2 separate regions of the Sus scrofa genome follow, and region 2 is linked to region 1. A link is a contact called in public Hi-C data. All regions are on one chromosome and are shown on one strand. The core of a region is the stretch at or near the end of the contact, and the rest is flanking DNA. Distances in the headings are between cores, read along the strand shown. Region 1 has its middle 170 kb from the start of HES1. Region 2 overlaps LOC102164131 (a long non-coding RNA gene).

The links. Hi-C and Micro-C count contacts between places; a contact is called where the count stands out from the background.
Region 2: a Hi-C map of liver shows a contact between it and region 1, with 2.1 times the contacts expected there. The contact joins two enhancer-like sites. A contact is called at or near these places in 3 of 47 Hi-C or Micro-C datasets (embryonic fibroblasts and liver).

The regions. Positions count from the first base shown.
Region 1 is chr13:130,958,847-130,963,722 of Sscrofa11.1, reverse strand. No RefSeq gene overlaps it. Among named protein-coding and RNA genes, the nearest start is that of HES1, 170 kb to the left of the region's middle. Within about 2 kb of position 3,457, at least 6 of the 83 cell types and tissues checked have an H3K27ac peak or open chromatin away from gene starts, as enhancers often do. A contact at or near this core is called in liver, where this site is marked.
Region 2 is chr13:131,114,424-131,119,170 of Sscrofa11.1, reverse strand. The region is part of intron 5 of LOC102164131 (a long non-coding RNA gene); the gene reads left to right. Among named protein-coding and RNA genes, the nearest start is that of HES1, 19 kb to the left of the region's middle. Within about 2 kb of position 2,925, at least 1 of the 83 cell types and tissues checked has an H3K27ac peak or open chromatin away from gene starts, as enhancers often do. A contact at or near this core is called in liver, where this site is marked.

The sequences.
Region 1 (4,876 bases), core at 2,208-4,707:
TGAACACTCATATACCCAGCATCTAGTTTCCACCATTACCATTTCACCTTTTTTTCTTTATCCTATATCTATCCATCCATCAATCCATCTTTTAAAAAGAGCATTTCAAAATAAATTGAGGATATCAATATCACTCCAGATATTTCACCATGAATATTATAAATTAGAATTTAATATTTGTTTGCAGTTTTTCCCCCTTTGAGGTAAAATTTATAAAGAATGAAATGTACAATTCTTAAGTGTATATTCATCGAATTTTGACAAATATACCAGGTATTTTTTCACACTATTTTCTCTTTCAATAATTATTGTTTTGTATTTTAAAAACTCTTTTACGATCATGCTTTAAAATTACTTGGATGGTATATTTCAGTGGTTTTAGTAATCACTGTGAGTGCCATTTCATCAAAACTTCTCCATTCTTTGTTTTGATTCATCTCTCAGTTGGCTGGAGTGTGACATAAGAAGATGTGAGTGGTGTTCGTTAGGCTTCTCTGAGTAGCTGGCAATCTTCTTATAGTTCCTTCAGACATGAATGCCGACTTGGATGAATTGCAAACTCTTGACTGGCTACCTTTTGCACTCAAAACTATAGATCTTTCTCTATTGTCATCTGATGTTGAATGCTAAAGGGCTCTCTGAGGCTATCGGCCAGAGTAACTGTAAAATTCTTCTATTGTTCCTGAATTTGAATGTATCTAGGTGTTGAAATCTTTGAGGGACTCAGTGAGATCTTTTGATCTTCAGATGTATAGTTTTATTTGGTTTTCCTCCAAATGCACATTGTCCATCTTGTAACCTAATTCTTGATTTTCATATGGGCATGTAATACTTAAAATAAAACCCATATTTGCCAGACTCCTTTGAAGTTTAGTGTTTCTAACCTTCTTTTTGTCACAGGCAGCTGACTCTGATCCTTATATTTTATCAGCTCAGGAAAATACACCTGGTATATTTTATATTTTTGGTGATTTTGTTTATTTATTCCGTTCTCTTTTGTTTTTTCTGGGAGTATCTCTTATCTATGTTTTCTGCTACTATCTGTTCTTTAAATTCAATAATTTTTCTCTTATTATTCCAATCACTTTGTCTTTTTCCTCTTATTCCATGGCAGTCTTTCATGTTTCATTTCTGTACCACTGATTTTGACTTTTTACAGTGCCCATGCTACTCTTTATTGCTTTTAATGAAACTTTGAAATAGCTATTGCTTTTTAAGTTCCCTGACTCATAAATTTCTGCCTCCTCTGAGGCAGCACCCTCTTCATTGCATCATTCATTCTTCATTGCTGCCTCTGGCCCTCCAAGGGTCACAGCTGAAGTGGGGAGGGCCGTCAGGTTTGGTGGGATCTCGGGATCTCATGCTCTCTGCCACTTACTTCCTGGAGCCACTGCTCTTTCTCAGGAGGCCAGTGGTGAGATGGCCTTTAGTGTCTTTCTTCCTCTGGCCCCACCTCTTCCAAGTTGAGAAGGATGGTCCCAGTCTTTCCACCACGTGGAAGGCACACTTTCCTGCACTCGTCCTCCCTCCCTGCAAAACTTGTGTTTTTACAATTTTAATTCTTCTCTGAGTAATTTTAGAGGGACTCTTGTGGACAAGAAGTGAAACACTTAATTCCAATGCCTTTTGACCCAGGAGTCTATTAAAGACATTCTTTAATGTTTCTCATATTGTGAGAGCCTATACTGTCGGCTATAAATTTGTTAAAAACAACCCTCCTCTTTGTAGGCAGAGGACTAGAGATGTAAGAAAGCAGGACTCAAAGTCAGAAGACTTAAGTTTGAGCCCCAACTCAGTCAGTTGTAAACCACGTGATCTTGGTCATATGTGCTTCAGTTTACTCATCTGTAAAATCAGACTAATACCTTGGACTAAATGAGATCAAGTACAGTAGTCGAATGCATTTTTATATTCTTTTTTTTTTTGGTCTTTTTGCCTTTTCTATGGCCACTCCCGTGGCATATGGAGGTTCCCAGGCTAGGGGTCCATTCGGAGCTGTAACTACCAGCCTGAGCCAGAGCCACAGCAACGCGGGATCTGAGCCATGTCTGCAACCTACACTACAGCTCACGGCAACGCCGGATCCTTAACCCACTGAGTGAGGCCAGGGATCGAACCCACAACCTCATGGTTCCTAGTCGGATTCGTTCACCACTGAGCCACGATGGGAACTCCAGCAATTTTTAAATTCTTAAAAGCTAAAACAATGTAAGAAAATGCAGCCGTTCTTTTGGTGTTTTTTGTTTGTTTGTTTGCTTGTTTTGTTTTTTTTTTTCTCTTTTTGCCTCTCTGAGGCTGTGCCCATCAAAAAGAAGATATTCTGTAAATCTTTGCAGGTTAGTTGTTTGGAATGAATGCCCAGAAAATGCTGAAGAATATGTAAGGAGGCAAAGGGGAGTGACAGAGTCATTCACTATATTATTATTGCCTTCTTTGCTATTTATAAGATTTTTTTTTAAACCTGTGGCGTTATTTGCCTTGAAAGCCCAGTTTTTATTAACCATGGTCACATTTTCTCTCTCATCCCTCCTTCTAACCCTTGCTATCCATTCCCCCAACACTTCAAATTTATTGTCAAAAGGTGTTCCTTTAAAGACTTTTTAAAAGAAATGTAATTATCTATGGCTCAGTGTCACTTTGAAAGTGGTCCCTTGGTATTTTCTGGAGGCTGCAAAATATGTTTAATTTCCAAACCTTCTTGGAAGTCACCCAATAAATTCAGGCACGGAGGGCATGGTCAGAGTACAGGGTGTGTGAGGAGATCACTCTGCAAGTTGGCCGGTGTCGTTTATTATAGGCAATCCAGCAGGTGCGTAAATAACTCCTACTGGGAGGTTTTCCGCTCAGCTTCCCCAAATGGCTCCATTTCAACATCCAGCAGTGACGCTGTATTCTCAGAATTGGATTAGCTAAGCACTGGGCAAGGTAAAACCCACTAGCATGATCCAAAGGAAAGTTTGCTTCTACATCAATAGCACTAGTATGAAATAGACTTTTGTTGATTAAAAATGGTAGGATTCACCAGCTAATTGAAAAATCCAGTTCTTTGAAGTGCATGTGCACATTTCATGTTACATAGCTCAATTCTATGTACATTTCATGTTGGAAAGTTCAATTCCATGTATGCCATTTTTCAGCCCTTACTAAGAGTCGGACCTTATGCTGGTTTCTGTGGAGAATAAGGAGATGAGCTTGACCTGGCCTCGGCTTTGGTAGTTCACACATTTGTAGGAAGACAGTGGCAGATGTATCCCTCATCACAGAACAGACTGAGAAATTAGAAATGCAAGCAAAATGCTGTCGGGTTAGAAAGGAAAACTTAGAGATGCCTCTTGGTAGAGGAAGCATGAAAACTCGGCATTCTTGTATTCATTTTTTAACAGACAGTTATGGAATGCCAATGGGTTTCATGCCCTATTCCATGAACACTCTGAGAGGGCCAATTTTGGTTGTTTAATTATTTACAGAAGAATAAAGTTCAACAGGCAGAAAAGGGAAGGGGGGGCATTTCGGGCAGTAGGCGTTGAGTGGAAGCCTTGAGGCTACAGGGCAAGCCCAAGCCACGGGCAGGAGTTCTTTGTGGCTCTGATCCAGGATGTGTGTGTGGGACCGAAGGATGGCAGGGGCTGTAGTGAAGGAACAATTTTTTCCCAGGGGGTCTCAACCCTGAGATTCCCTGATTCTCCAGGCATCAGAATCACCTGGAGAGTGTGTTAAATTACAGATTGCTGGGTCCATTCCAGCGTTTCTGACTCAGGAGGTCTGGATTTGGGCCTGAGAATATGCATTTCCAACACATTTCCAGATGTTGCTGATGCGGGGACCACACTTTGAAGACCTCTACTTTATCCTGGTTTGCCCTGGATAAAACCTGTTAGTTGCTGACCCAAGAGCCATCCCATCATCCCGGCTGCCCCAGCCCTGAGTTGTTCTGGTAGCACAAAGAGTCTTTGATTTCAGTATTAGATTTCCTACCCCAGGGCCAGAAGATGATGATGATGAGCCTAAACCAATCACGGTAATCTCAGTTCCCTTGGCCATTGATTGATGTGAATGTGGGCAAGTACCTGCAGTGTCTAAAGACAGGTAAGGATAATCATCTAACAGCAACTCACAAAGAGAAGGGCTTCTGCCTTTTGCACTTACTTCCTAAATCTCTATATACTGTTGTAGTTACACTGGCCATCTTTGGACCAAGAGATGACAAGGATGAGGAAGAGAACCAATATGGCACGGATGTCATGGCAAAGATACAGAAATAACCGGGGTCCCCAAAGGCATCATTGAGCTGCATTCCCTGGACTGTCTACCTCAACCTGTCCTTGTGTGAGACAAATACACTCTTATTTGTTGAGGCTGTCATAATCCATTCTCTTGTTACTTGCAGCCAAACACACTCCTAACTGATCCAACCTGTTCTAATTCTGTGATGTGGGTGGCATGGGTGATATCAACATCATTTTAGAGATGAAGGCACTGAGGTTCAGAAAATGAAGGTGACGTAATATATAGTGATAGAGCTCAGATTCCGACTCAAGATTCCTGATTAAAAGTCCTTGGCATTTTGGCAACTCAAAACTACAATGTGGTATCATCTCATACCAGTTGAAATGGCCATTAGTAAAATGACCATAAATATTAAATGTCGGAGAGGGTATGGAGAAAAGGGAACCTTCCTACACTTTGGGGATGTAAATTGGTGCAGCCACTATGAAAAGCAGTATGGAGGTTCTTTAAAAATGTAAAAAATAGTGTTGCCATATGATCTAGCAATCTCATTCCTGGGCATATATCCAGAGAAAACCATAACTCAAAAATATACATACACTCCACTGTTCATAGTAGCATTGTTTACAACAGTCAAGACATGGAAACA
Region 2 (4,747 bases), core at 1,676-4,175, 160 kb before region 1:
GGAGATGGAAGTCCCTGGACCCCAGGAGGTCCAGGTTTAAATGGCCTGGTCATCAAAAGTCTTAGGAGATGGGTAGCAGAGGAGGGAGCAGCATGTGAATATCTTGAGGGAGGAGATTTCTAAAGTGAAGGAAGATCAAGTACAAAGGCTCTGAGGCAGGACTACACCTGGTCTGTGTGCTCCAGGAAAACTGAGAGGCCAGAGTGATTGGTTCCAAGTGAACAAAGTGGGGAGGTGGGGAGAGGGAGGTGAAGCAGAAGAGGCTGGCAGGGCGGGCTGGGGCAGACTCCTCCGGGCCATTCTAATGACCTGGCTGTGCTCTGAAGGAGGAGGAGCCACTGCAAGGGCTTGAGCATAGAGGTCACGTGATGTGCTTCATATTATTAAGTGATGGCTTTGACTGCTCTGTGGTAGGCGAGGATGGAGGCAAGGGGATCGTGCTTAGGAAGCTGTGACTTTCATTTGGGCAAGAGATAAAGGTGGCATGGGCCAGAATGGTAGCAAAGATTTGACTAGAGTTTGCATGTGGTTTTATTTATTTATTTATTTATTTGTCTTTTTGCCTTTTCTAGGGCTGCTTCCACGGCATATGGAGGTTCCCAGGCTAGGGGTCCAAGCAGAGCTGTAGCCACCAGCCTACACCACAGGCACAGCAACACCAGATCTGAGCCGCGTCTGCAACGTACACCACAGCTCTCAGCAACGCCGGATCCCTAACCCACTGAGTGAGGCCAGGGATTGAATCCACAACCTCATGGTTCCTAGTCGGATTCGTTAACCACTGAGCCAGGATGGGAACTCCTGCATGTGTTTTTGAAGGTAGAACTAACACTGCTAGGAAAGAGCTTCCAAGTGATCAGCAGCTTCCCGAACCCCCAGGGAGTGTATGCTTCTCGCTCTGCCTTGCAGTGGGACTCTAGGAACAAGTTTGCAAAGCACTGGCTGGCCAAGTTGGGTCTAAGCTCCACAGTCCCCCACTGGGGCCCTGCGCAATTGAGGTCCACCCTCCTTCTCTCTGCAGGGCAGCACACACTTCCCTCTGCCCATTCTGCTCAGGCCACCAACACTAGCTCTCAGGCTCCTCCCCTCAGTGCTCTCTGCCAATCAAGATCCTTCCCATCCTCCCAGGCTCAGCTCCACTGCCCCTGGCCCCACCTTCTGACCTCTATCCCTCTTGGTCCCTGGACACTAACTAGTCTCAGCTTCATAGAGCAGCCCCTGAAAAGAGACACCCCTGAAAACCCCGGCAGCCTCAGGGCCCCTGAAACTCAGCACCCAGTGCCTCATCAGCCTGTTGGTTGGCTTGTTGGTCTATGACAAAGCGTAAGAATAAAAATATTAGGTTTTCCGGAGTTCCCGTTGTGGCGCAGTGGTTAACGAATCCAACTAGGACCCATGAGGTTTCGGGTTCGGTCCCTGCCCTTGCTCAGTGGGTTAGGGATCCGGCGTTGCTGTGAGCTGTGGTGTAGGTTGCAGGCGCGGCTCGGATCGACCCCTAGCCTGGGAACCTCCATATGCCGTGGGAGCGGCCCAAGAAATAGCAAAAAGACCAAAAAAAAAAAAAAAAAAAAAAGGTTTTCCTCTTAATCATCCAAGAACATTTTACATTATACTCCACATATATTTCTATTTCTATCCCTATTTAATCTAAAAATAGTTTTTCTACTCCCTCTGCCCAATCCTTCAAGTAAAATTGAATTCTAGATTTCCTCTTCTTGGGCCACTGTATCCCTGTGGGTCCTGTGTACCCCAGGTTGAGAAATCAGGAGCGGGGAGCAGGGAGAGGCGGGCATGACTGAGGATGCATTTGCTGCCAATGGATTTCTATCTCTTTGTCTGCAGATCGAGTTAACTGAAAAAATGCATATGGGTAAAACCATCACACAGCGCAAAGGGGTAGATTCTGAAAGTGACCCTTCCATTTGCAGTCCTCATCCCCCAATCCCATCTCAGGGGCAGTCACTCTTACCTGTCCCCTATACAGCCATCAGGAGATGGCTCAAGAACAGCTGCAGGCTGGTGGCGGCCGGTAGCTACCAACTGAAGGTAAAGTGCAGCAGTGTGAGAAGCAGCACTGCCCTGCCCTTCAGCTCCTAGGGCAGAAGGGCCAGTGGCAGCCATCACCACTGCAGCCAACCTGCCATCTTTGTGGTTGTCTTTGCAAAACTCAGCCCTTTTGCAAACCAAGGGCTGAGTTTGCAAAGACTCCATACTCAGTGGAGCCAGGGCATTTGGCGTACCCTCTTTGGCTCTGCGCCTGCACCCTCAGAAGGAGCTTCCTTGTCATCGAGATGTCTCAGGTTGTCTCTCCCTCCAGGTCAGCCAGCCAGAGGGAGGCGTAAGGCCAAGAGCTGTGTCGGGATGAAGGGCAGGTGGGAAAAGGGATGCAAGAAGCCAGTCCCTGAGCTGGGATGACAGCAATGCTGAGACACTTCTGGGGGAGATTTGTCACCCACCACCCCCACCCCTCCGTGGGCCTCTGAGGCTCACCTGAAAGGCAGCAAGCACTCTTGCTCTACCTTTCCCGTGGGAATTCAGCACAGTCAGCAGAACCCCTGAACTCTGCTGGGCCGCTGCCAGCAACTCTCAAGCCTTTCCCCCCGCCAGTTACAGTGACATGATGTCGTTTTTATTGAAGCAAGATTAGATTTTTTTTTTTTAAGTTTTCAAAAGTGTGGTTCACATGATCTCTAGTACTTTTCCTATTGCTGGAAGACCACGGAGCTGCCAATTTCAATTTGATTCAGCTTTTATCACTAGAAGAAGCTTAAGAGAAAAAAAGAAAGGGGAGAAAGGCCGGATGAAAATATTCCACTTGGCCCTGGTAGTGAGCTTGAGGGTGGCAGGGGACACACGCATTGTCCCCTCCCTCGTGTGTAAGTGGTGTGATAGGAAGACGTCAGGGGACCGGAGTCGGACCTGGCAGCTGGACAGCACACGGTGTCGCAAGGGTTTTCATGCCCCAGCCAGAGAGGAAAAGCACAACTGGAGTCATTCATGGAGTTGGGAGAATATCAGAGAGGATGCTGAGCTATTGGGAGATGGGTAAAATAACCCACGGAAGAGCGCTCCTTCCTCTTAATCCCAGTTTGACTAATTCCCTTCTTTGGAGGCAAGATTTCCCACTCATTCATGCATTTATTTATTCAACATATTTATCAAGCATGTGCTTGGGTCTGCCAAGGATACAGGGCGATAAGGCCAAGCCTGTGTATTCACCATCTTTATTTATTTCTATTTTTTTGCTTTTTTTAGGGCCACGCCTGTGGCATATGGACATTCCGAGGCTGGGAGTAGAATCGGAGCTGAAGCTGCTGGCTTACACCGCAGCCACAGCAATGCGGGATCCAAGCTGCATCTGAGACCTATACCACAGCTCATGGCAATGTCAGATCCTTGACCCGCTGAGTGAGGCCAGGGATCGAACCTGAGTCCTCATGGATACCAGTAGGGTTCATTACCACTGAGCCACAATGGGAATTCCTCATTCACCATTTTTTGAGGAAAATTCAAGAATGCCAATTTGCATGGATCATGGTTTTCCAGGTGCCACCTCAACCCTCAAAATGGGCCATGTGATGGAAACTTGTGAAAAACGTGAGACTGATCACGTGGTTGTGGCATCAAGTCAGAGAATGAGGTCTGGAGGGTTAAAGGACACGTTGAAGCAATCAATGTCTCCCACTCCACGGGAGTCTTAGAGTTGAAACAGCATCCCTGTAGTCCCCCCCCCCCCCAATCGAGAGCCGCTCAGATCCCTGCTGGTCTGGTCCTCACAACAACCTGGGACGTAGGGAGGGGAAACACTTACCGCAGCTCTACCTGACGCAGGTAGGTGCTCAGTGTTTGTTGAATGAATGTTGAGTAAACCCCCAATTTACAGGAGTGAGAAAGGTTTAGGAGGAATCAAGAGATTGGTCCCAAGTCACTAGCAGTAAGTACAAAGCCTAGACTTGAACCTAGAGGTCTTGGATGGGCATGTGAAGGCCCATCATTACTCCTACAGGCACTGCTCTTTGGAGATTTCTCCAAATGACTGCCCTTCCTTTGACTGGAAGGAAAGTGACTCTGGACTCAGTTTCCGTAAATGTTGCAGTAAGTCTTTGGAGAGTCATTTCCATAGGTGTAGGTCAAACTGACCTCAGGTGTGGACAGGGTACCTCAGGAAGAGAGCCTGTGTTCCTGGGAATTTCTCAGAGTTGAATTGGTTGGGCAAAGAACCTTGGGCATCGGGTACTGCTCCTTGAGTGTAGACTGCCAAACCATCCCAGCTGGAGTTGGACGTATCCTTGGAGCTCATTTCTTTTTAGAAACCTATGCATCTCCCCAACTCATTGTCTCTCTGCCAATTCTGTGCCTTGGGCTGGATTCAGAGCAAACTTGTGAAGAAATAAGTCCCTATTTGTATCTCATAAACCTTGATTTTCCTTTTCCATAAAAGGATGGAGTGGTGGTAAGTCCCGGGTAGCTTAGAAGGCATGGTCAAGGCTACAGGGAAAGGCAGCCTAATTGGAGCTGCAGTATCACTGGGCTAGAAGAGACCCAGAAAGTCATGGAGTCCCCTCCCCTGCCTCCAGGGGAAGAAGGTTAGAGCACATGCCCAAGGGCTGGTGCTGGACATGTTCCTGCCTGGAAATGCAATTGGGGACCAGGCAGAGGCCATAGGAAAGGAGAGTCTACCTGAATGAAAAGGGAGGCCAGAGAGTGTGAGACTCCACCATCTTGTCCCCTTCGTCCTGAGAACATG